Regions from separate parts of the Capsicum annuum genome. Here region 2 is linked to region 1. The links are chromatin contacts, called in public Hi-C maps. All regions are on one chromosome and are shown on one strand. Each heading gives the region's core, a stretch centred on a gene start, on an enhancer-like site or on the middle of the called end of the contact. The rest is flanking DNA. Distances are from core to core; before and after follow the strand shown.

Region 1 (5,101 bases), core at 1,700-4,199:
AGCTATATACCATATTCGTATGATTAATTAAAGAAGACATATATACATGTACATACCTTGTAAGTTCGCTAAGCTCTCTTTGATGCACCTTTTGCAAAATGTGGAAATCCAATTTTGCAAATTTTAAAAGCAAATCATCATGTGATTCGATGTTTTCGTACATACGTATGTATTTTTTTGCGTCCACTCTTGGAACATTTGTATAAATGGTCCGGATCAAGGCTTCACTAACGTGGGTTTTAAGTGAGTTGGTCAATTTTGGGCCCTCGGACTTGAGATGGGTGATTGTAAAAGTTAGAGCTTCTTCAAGAATGTCTTCATGGTGTACTCTTACATGTGCTGCTTCGTACAAACTTAATAATCCTAGCACATCGTTAGTAATAGTTTCCTTGAACTTGCCATCATTGTTGGTGAATTTCTTGAACACATCTGATTCATTATTATCATGTTGAGATATTAAATGATTTAAAAAGACATATGCCCAATTAATGGAAGTATATATATATATATGCACATACATTCACCTATATGTGTGTGCCCGTGTGTGTGGGGACGCGCGTTTGTGTGTACAAGTATACGTATAAATACACATACATACATATATATAATTCTTGATAATGAGATTTGATATGATTCTGTTGTTCCATGTCTCAATGTAGAGAAAGTGTATAGGTGATCCTTCATCGGTTGTTCCTTTGGAAGAATTGGGTGTTTTGGATTCTTTGTCCCATGAAGAGATCCTTCCACCTTCTCCAAGTCTCTTATGGAAGATAGAGTCAACTCTACCAGTCTACCTACATCTATCTAATTCCTAAGTGCAAAAATGCTTTCTTCTCTTAAGAATTTTAGACTCATAGAGCTTTGTAATACCAGTACAAAATTATCACCAAAATAGTTGCCAACAGAATCAAGCCCTTTCTTTAGGATATTATTGGGCATAATCAAGCCAGCTTCCTCTCCTCTAGAAGAGCTGTAGATAATGTTATTATTGTTCAAGAGTACTTGAATCATTTCAATAGAGTGACCGGTAAAAAAGGGAATATACTTCTAAAGATAGACCTTGAGAAAGGCTTTGATAGGCTTGAATGGTCTTTCATCAGACAAGCTCTATTCTTCTTTAACTTCTCCCCACCCTCTTTAGATTTATTATGTCCCGCATCTCCACATCCTTTATCTCTGTTCTTGTTAATGGAAGCACCACCCCCAACTTCAAGCCTACTAGGGGCATTAGACAGGGAGACTCCATGTCCCTCTAATTTTTTTATCCTTTGCATGAAACTTCTCTCTAGGAGAATTAATCATAAGTAGACATCCTTAAGTAGACCCCCATTTCTATCAACAGAAAGGGCCCCCTTATCTCTCATCTTTTCTTTGCTGATGATATCACCCTCTTTGCCAGGCCTGATAGAGGCAACTGCTTTACTATCACAAATAAATATCCTTCAAAGTTTCACTGATCACTCGGGTTAGAAGGTTAATCTTGCCAAAAGGTTTTTTCTCCAAAAACTACAACCTTGCCACCCAATAGGATCTCTCTAGCATTCTAGGCACTAAACCCAATTCCAGCTTTGGAAATACTTGAGATTTCCTATGTTCCAATTCACTCCTAGGGCTAATGACTTTCAATTTATCATGGAGAATATGAGTAGTGAACTAGTGGGGTGGAAAATCAATTTTCTTAACATGACTGGCAGAACTATCTTAGCTAAAACCTCTCTAAGTGGGATGCTAATCATGTGAAGCAGTATAACTTCTTTCCTGGGAGAAGTTTTAAGCTTACTAATAGAATTCAGAGGAACTTCACATGGGGGACCACTAATTCTTAGAAGAAAATGCAGATAGGACACCATAACTAAGACAAAGAGAGATGGTGAGTTAGGTATGCAGAAGGCTAGTATTAAGAATGACACTCTTCTTTGTAGCTTGGCTTGGAGGATCCATTCCACTCCCTCCTCACTTTGGGCTATTGTCCTTACTAATAAGTACAGAAACAATTTGGATAATCCCACTCCCTATGTCTTTAGAATTTCGAGGAATATCTCTAGAAGTTGGACCTTATGTAGGAATGATATTCAGTGGGGTATTTATAATAGTAATAAGGTGGATACTTGAAGGGACAGATGGATTCCTAATTGACACCCTTTGCCAGCTTATCTAGGGCCCTCTTCTAAATTCCTGCCCTCCCTCCTCTTTATTTCATATTTGGAACAATGGGAAATGAAATCTTAGTTTCCTCCCATTTCAAATTCCCTAGCTACCAAGCATATCTTCTTCCTAATCCTAAGCTGAAAACTAACTCTCCTTTTTGGATTTTGATTGACAAGGATACTTTTTTCTGCAAGAGTGCTTGTTTTCACTTAAGCAGGAGAGAGTCTAACTCCGATCCCCTCCACCTCTTCTTGGAATTGGATCTAACACACTCGTATCCCTAACAAGTTACAATTCTTTCTATGACTGATGCACTACAAAAGTCTTTCTACAAGAGCCATTTTGGCTCATAGGGGCGTAAATATTAACCCCCCTGCCTAACTTGCAACCACCCCTCCGAGGATATCCCTCATATCTTTTTTTATTGTAACTGTGCTACTTCCTTTTGGACTGATCTCATTAATTATTATATGGGTAGCCTCACCATCACTACTTAGCACTTTTCCCCTTCTCATTGGGACAACACCAAAAATACCTCCTCTATTTCTCTTTCGACAATTTGATTCCTGGTCCGTCCTTCTCCCCTTCTACCTCTGGTAAATCTGAAAGAACAGGAACAATAATCTCTATAATAATCTCAATTGTCATCCCAGTATTAACAATGCCTATTCTAAGGCTATAGAGTTCTTCCACTTGAGCACCCTGCCCCTCGTCTTTCCATCCTTGTTAGCTGGACCCCTCCTTCTAATAATCACTTCAAGCTCAATACTAATGGAGCTTGCCATGGAAATCCTGGAAAATGTATTATTGGGGGAGTCATTAGAGACTCATTGGATCTGGGGTTTCTTCCAAAGCTTCCATTACACTATTAATATCCATATGGAACTCTTAGCTTTACATAAAGGTTTTGTTGTTGCTATAGAACACCATCTTTTTCAATTGAAATTACCATTGATTCCCAGCTGATTATCCTTATGTTGCAGCACAGTCATTTATTATGTAACCCTATCCTTGATGCTTGCAGATCCTTGATAAAAAGAATGGGAGGTTCGTCACAGCTATAAATAGCAAAATCGGGTTGTGGATGCTTTGGCAAAAGAAAGAGTAAAGCAGAATCAATTTGCAAATTATATATTTTTGGATGTCCCCCCCCCCCCCCCCCTTTCACTTTTTGTAGGCCATGATATTTGGACGGATAAGATAGGAACTTGTTATTGTAGGGACGTACCTTCAACTGTAGCTTCTATTGGGCATGACCTGTTTTTGTAACTGAGCTAGATTAGGTTCATGAACTCTGTTTAGTCCTTTTAATCTATGCACATCTTCTTCATAAAAAAATAGTTATAACTTTACAAAAGATGACATGCGTATCGTCTGAATAATTATTTTTTCAATTGATTTCTAGTTAGGAGTATTCATAAATTAAATTTTACTGTGCATAATTACACATTTAACTATAAGTGGAAATGAAGATAAGATGACATAGGTACAAGCAATTAATACTCGTCTGGATAGTTATTTTTCCAATGGATTTCTAATTAAGAGTATTCACAAATTAAATTTTGTTGTCTGTAATTACGTATCTATAGAGCTGTCAAAATGTGCTGGCCCAACCCAACCAAACTCTAGCGGGCTAGAGAATTAAATAGGCTAGGACGGGCTAGCCTTTTAAATAAAGGACCTTTAAAATAGCAGTTCAACCCAGTCCTAAGCGGGCTGCAGGTCGAAACGGGTTTGCCCTTCATAAAAATAAAAGCAACCTCAAATATGATAAACGAAAATATTGTAAGTACTAGACTATCACCAACTTTTATGATTTCACTTTAAAATGTCTCCTACTAGTTTTTAGCATGTTATACGCATCTTACTATTACCTTTAAGGGTTATTAGGTTGGGAAAGAGTTATCTGGGGATAATTAATCTCGAGATTAGTTATTCCACCATGTATACGGATAATTTATCTCATCACTATGGTGTAAATGGTGTGATAAATAATTTTAATACTAACTAATACCTCACACCAAACATGGGATAAAATAGTCCTTCATTTTATCCCGGACTATTTATCCCTTATACCTCACACCAAACGATCCCGTAGTTGTAATTAGTTCATGGCATTTACTGTAATAAGCAAATAAATGATGATTTGCTACAAATATCGTAGAAAAATTCTAATATGGTCAAGATAATAAATACAAATATACACAAAGTATCTACATAAAAGTTATAAGACTATAACAAAAAGAGCCTAAATTTAAAGAACAGAATATTGCATTAAGCAAATGCAACAACTACTAAAGCATCGCGAGTAAAAACAACTTTTTGAATTTTACAACTAAAAGCAGCTTACGAGTCATTTCAAAAACACACTAAGAAGTTTCAAAAAATTAGTATCAACCAAAGAATGGATAGAAAAAATAAGTAGCTAGTTAGTAAAGATTGACAAAATTCTAATTCCTAATGAAAACAATGACCAACTTAGAAATGTTTAATAATTATTCTTAATGTCCCAGCCCATGGGCTGGTCTCTGAGGCCGACGGGTTACGCCTCTGAGGCCGATAGGCCAAGTGAGGCTGGCTTTATAAGCCTCATTTCTAAATAGGCTGAAAAAACTTAACCCAACCTCACTTAATTAAAGAATTAAATTGATCCGGCCTCACAGGCCAAGCCCATTTTGACAACTCTACCCATCTAACTATAAGTGGGAATGAAAATGTGTTTACTCTTTCATTTGTAATTGAATTACCTCTAAGCTAATTTAACTTGACTATATGTTCTTTTTTAGTTTTGAGTTTTAACAAAGCCACATCTAACAATAACAACAATATATCCAATATAATCTCACAAGTCAAATTTAAGGACGATAGAGTGTATACAGACCTTACCTTTATCTCTGTTTGTGAAAGACTCTCAGCTTAAAAGAACATGTCAACATTTGAAAAAAGGGAATGC
Region 2 (5,101 bases), core at 1,379-3,878, 75 kb before region 1:
TTTCAGTTAGGGGCATACAAATCAGTTGTCAGATAAAAAATGTAATGATACAAGGATTAGAAAGGCTTACCAGCATATTCAGGTGCAAGATAGCCAAAAGTTCCGGCTAAACGTGTCTCGACAGAATATTTTCCATCAGGAGCATTCCTAACCAAACCAAAATCTGCAACCTTGGCTCTCATATCATCTCCTAGAAGGATGTTAGACGGCTTTAAATCTCTATGGATGAAACTTTGTTGTGCCAAGCTATGTAGGTATTCAACTCCTCTTGCCACATCTAACGCTATCGTTACTCTCTGCGTCCAATTAAGAGGTTTGTATCCTAATTCTTGCCATTCAAACAAATGCTGACTCAAAGTTCCTTGAGGCATGTACTCATAGACCAAAAGCCTCTCTTTGCCGTTAACACACGAGCCAAGTAGAGCAACCAAATGCCTATGTCTGACTTTGGTAAGGACCGCAATTTCTGCTTGGAACTCGTTCATTCCTTTGGTACCCATCGCCCCAGATTCCATCCTCTTCACCGCAATCTTAGTCCCATCATGTAGTTCTCCCTTATAAACAACTCCAAACCCTCCTCTCCCCAAGATATTTTCTTCACTGAAGTTGTTCGTCACTTGTCGAAGGACCTGGATGGAAATGGCGACGTTTCCATTATCAAAAGCTGGCATCTCACTATGATCACCGCTGCTTTGACTCTGTAACTCACTGGTGCCTCCGGTATATCCATTCGAACCACCCACAACACTAGGGAGACTCGGCTTAATCATTTCATTGCTTTTCTCCGGAGTCTCAATGCTTCCAAATCTCTTATGGCGTCTCTTCAAGCAACATTTGTAAGACACAAACAACACTACTAACACGAAAACAACAACAGCAATAACAACACCAACAATCATTCCAACTGAAGGCTTCTTCGAACCTCCAGATGAACTTTCACCAGGCCTACTGGGATTCGATCCAGAACCTCCCGATCCACTACCATCACCACCACCAGTAGTTATATTCTTCCCAAGCAATAAGTTACCAGTATGAGTAAATTTAACACTTGGTGGAAACAACGGTATAGGACCAGACAAATTGTTATTAGTCACATCAAGAACTTGTAAATCAGGCAAAGTTGTCAACTTCTCCGGAATCGTACCAGTAAGATTATTGTCATTCAAAAACAAGCTCCTCAAAGAAGTCAAATTCGCAAAAGCAGGCGAAATACTACCCGAAAAGCCCCTCTTACCTAAAGTAACAACAGCCACATTCTTCCCTGAAGCATCACAACTTATATAACTCCAACTCTTACAAGCATCATTCCCTTTCCAAGACTCAGCCAACGACAACGGATAACCAAAACCACCAGCCACATCAATAAGTGCAGTAACCTGTGGATCACACAGTCCCGGAGTATCCCTACAAAAACTATTAGTACTCCCAAGTTTAACCTCAACCCCATCTCTAAACTGTGGCAATGCACCTTGCAACTTATTGTTTTGCAAAGTAACATTCAACAATTTAGGAAGAGACATCACAGACACAGGAACAATACCAGTTAACTGATTATCCCTTAACTGCAAATCAAATATATTCTCACATTTTGACAAATCAGGAATACTACCAGTAAAAGAATTAGCATGTAACCAAACTTGAGACAATTGTGTCATACTTCCAATCACATCAATACTACCTGATAACCCTTTAACTTGATTATTCAACCAAAGATTCACAATTTCAGAACCACCAAAAGACACAGGCAAACCACCAGTAAGATTATTATAAGACAACCTTAAATTCTGCAAATTAGGAAAAGCATCAAAGAAATCAGGAATAACACCAACAATACTAGCATTACTAGCATATAAAGATCCTAAATTTACACTTTCTTTCAAATACATAGGAATTTGCCAAGGAGAAAGTTTCCCATTTTGACCAATACTTAAAGTAACCAAACTAGGAACTCCCAAAAGGAAATCTTGAGGTATAGAAGTGAATTGGTTATTGTCCAAGAAAAGTTCAGCTAAGTTAGACATGTTGGAAAAAGAAGGTAAAGTGCCAAAAAGATTGTTGTTTTGAAGAGAAATGGACTTAAGATTGGAAAGCTGGGAGAGTTCTGAAGGTAAAGAACCAGAAAGAGACTGAGAATCAAGATTAATGGAAGTTACAGTAGCTGAAGACTTGTCACAGTTGACATTTTTCCAAGAACAGAAAGGTTGAGAAGCTGACCAACCAGAAGGGGTTGGAGAAAGAGATGCAAGGAGTTTGGACATGACAGTGGAATCATCTGAGGAGGTGGAGGAAAGGGAAGTGAAGAGGAGGAGGAGGAGAAGGTAGAGGTGGAAAGCCATTGATAGTGAGGGGTGGGGTGCGGGGTGTTAGGGTGGTGGTGTGTATAAATAAGGAAGAATGGAGATGTGGGGTGGGGTGGGGTGGTGGGGTGAGGGGGTGGGGGTTCAAGTTTGTTCTGGAATAATGTGGTTTGGTTTTGCCAAGACAAGAAGGGAGACGTGGGAGTTATGTTGGAGAGGAACATGAAACTGAGAACCAGAACTGAATTGAACTTTGATTTACATAAAAGACTTGCAGTATATAGAGTAGTATTTTTTGTTATAGTTTTTAAATATTTAAAATTTTAAATCTAAACTATTAAATTAACATAATTCAACTTAGCTTTAAATAATAATCTAAGTAACTCTGTTAAGAAAAACGCGAGACAAGAGATGGAGGAGAAGAGAATCCTAGTAGCTCGATTGATTAACTAGTTACCTTTACTCTCACTTGGTGGTAAGGTTCGATTCTCCATGTTATAATCTCTTTCCTATTTTCTCTTTCCCATCACTTTAAAGAAGAGATTGTTGCTTGGATGGTAAGTAATAAGCACCTTTTATTTTTAACTCTGATAGAAATACAATATAAGATTGCGTACAATACATTTTTGTGGTAGGGTCCTTTCCCGAATCCTAGGTTTTAGTGCGCCAAACTGCTCTTTTTTATTTTGTGAATTTTGAGTCACCACGAAAGTAAAAAGATGAGAGCTTCAACAGAGGAATAAAAGAAAGACAAAAAAATGTAACAAATAAACTTGATCGAAGAGTTAAGGCTTACTCAAGTGGTTAATCAGTTCCGTCAATGATCGATAGATTGAGTATTCGAGTCATGCCGAAATAAGTGAGAAGACTATTATTGAAATATGTAAATGTATGTGCAAGTCCATGTTATATACCTCCATTAATTGGGCTTTCACATCTGAAGAGTACACGAGGAAGAGATTGAAAATTGGGAAAAAAACATGATATAGCTCTTTTTAAAAAAGAAAAAGAAAAAACAAGTTTGGTTCTATGGACATGAAATGTCCTGTCGGGGTATATTAATGCCACATAATAGTCATTTCCTAGTCTTTCTCAATTTAGATCATTTTGGCCCATGTAATTTAGATACAATTTATATAGGGGAAAGGATATTAGTTGGCCATTTTAAAAAAAAAATGGCCCACATTTGAAAAGGTGGATAAGTTATAACCATCTAGCTAAATTAATTTCTTTTTTTAGTCATTTGGCTCAATTGGGCACATGCAGTCTCTATACTTAATTGATACACTTTTATACCACATGATACATTTTTATACTATATTGATATACTTTTAAAAAAGGAGAAAGAAAATTCTATGCAAGTACGTGCAGTCTCTATACCCAACTGATACTCTTTGATACCACGTTAATAGACTTGTATATATATATCCTCTTTAATAATCACATGAACATGGTATACACAGTACACTTGGTATGATAAAGTGGTCTCATATATATAGGACGAAAGCAGAAAAAAAAAAAAAAACAAGTTCAAGAAAATCTAGAGGCGGAGTCAAGATTTCAAGTAAGGGGGTTCAATTGTAACGATCCTCTCGGTTGTTTGTGAAATTTTCTCATCTTCGCTATTTTAGCGCTCTCCATAGTTTGTGTATGTGGATTATGACACACGAGATGAGTAGTACCGATTTTTGTAAGGATATATTAAAAGTTTTGAATATTTTAAATAATTAATTTAATAGATCAAAATAATAATTTATTTACTTGAGTGATCAATATAAGAATAATTTTAAATAAATAGAGTTTACCATTTACATAGCAATATAGTGGGTGTTTTGCATTGACCAACTTATAAGCACTTTTTGGCTTAAAAATATGTTTGGTAAAAATTTTAAATGCTTAAAATAAATTGAATTTGGCTTTTTTTAAGCCAAAATATAGAAGCACCCACTAACCAGTTTTTTTTTTAACAACTTATAATTTATTTTAGTTGACCAAATAAATTATCTTTTTGCCCCTAGCAATTATACCTTATTCCAATTCCACCTTAATTGAAATAAATGTGCTAATTAGCCCCACTTTGATTAAAAAAACACCTTGTTTATACGAAATTTTAACGTAACCATGAAGAAATAAATAATCTTTCAATATATAATTATATTTTTCAAACACAAATATTCAACATTTTTAAACTCTTCAAAAAAAAACTTTTTAGCGTATAAATTAATAGTCATTCGTGAAAATATTTTTGTAATATATATATATATATATATATATATATATATATATATATATTAGAATATATATTAATTTTAATTTAAATCATTTTAGCAATAAAAATTAATAATAATCAACTCTTTATATTATTAACAGTTATAAGGGTACGTCAGTCATTTTAACAAAAAAAAGTGTTTATAGTCATTATTTACCAAACACATCAATAATTTTTTTTCAATTTCAGCACTTTAATTCAAACATTTAACTGCTTATTTTTAAAATAAGTTCAGCAATTTTAAGAGCACTTTTAAATTTTTTTTTTGTTTTTTTCAGTTTATTCAAACGGGCTCATAATAAGAGAAAGTCAGGGAAAGAGGATCCGAACGGAGGGAGTGATTTTTCATGAATTCAAAAGTGGCACAGGCCACTGTTCGCTGTTTTCTTAGTTTTTCACAAATATCAAAGTGGCGTTGGTGTTTTGTTGTTAGTTTTAAAAGTGATGGTTTATCGTATCAAATTAATTATTATACTTCTCAATAAAATTAAGGTTTAGTCCTAGGATTTTTAGAGTTAAAATTTATAAATGGGTG

Evidence for each region. Hi-C and Micro-C count contacts between places; a contact is called where the count stands out from the background.
Region 2: a Hi-C map of bud shows a contact between it and region 1, with 3 times the contacts expected there. The contact joins the promoter of LOC107864344 here to the enhancer-like site in region 1. A contact is called at or near these places in 2 of 5 Hi-C or Micro-C datasets (bud and leaf).

The regions. Positions count from the first base shown.
Region 1 is chr3:3,388,654-3,393,754 of UCD10Xv1.1, reverse strand. It overlaps the pseudogene LOC107865633. Among protein-coding and RNA genes, the nearest start is that of LOC107864346, 23 kb to the right of the region's middle. Within about 2 kb of position 2,949, at least 4 of the 5 cell types and tissues checked have an H3K27ac peak or open chromatin away from gene starts, as enhancers often do. A contact at or near this core is called in bud and leaf, where this site is marked.
Region 2 is chr3:3,463,656-3,468,756 of UCD10Xv1.1, reverse strand. LOC107864344 (receptor-like kinase TMK4) reads right to left here and starts at 2,628. Exons shown (of 2, transcript XM_016710694.2): 1 at 71-2,628. The coding sequence starts at 2,336.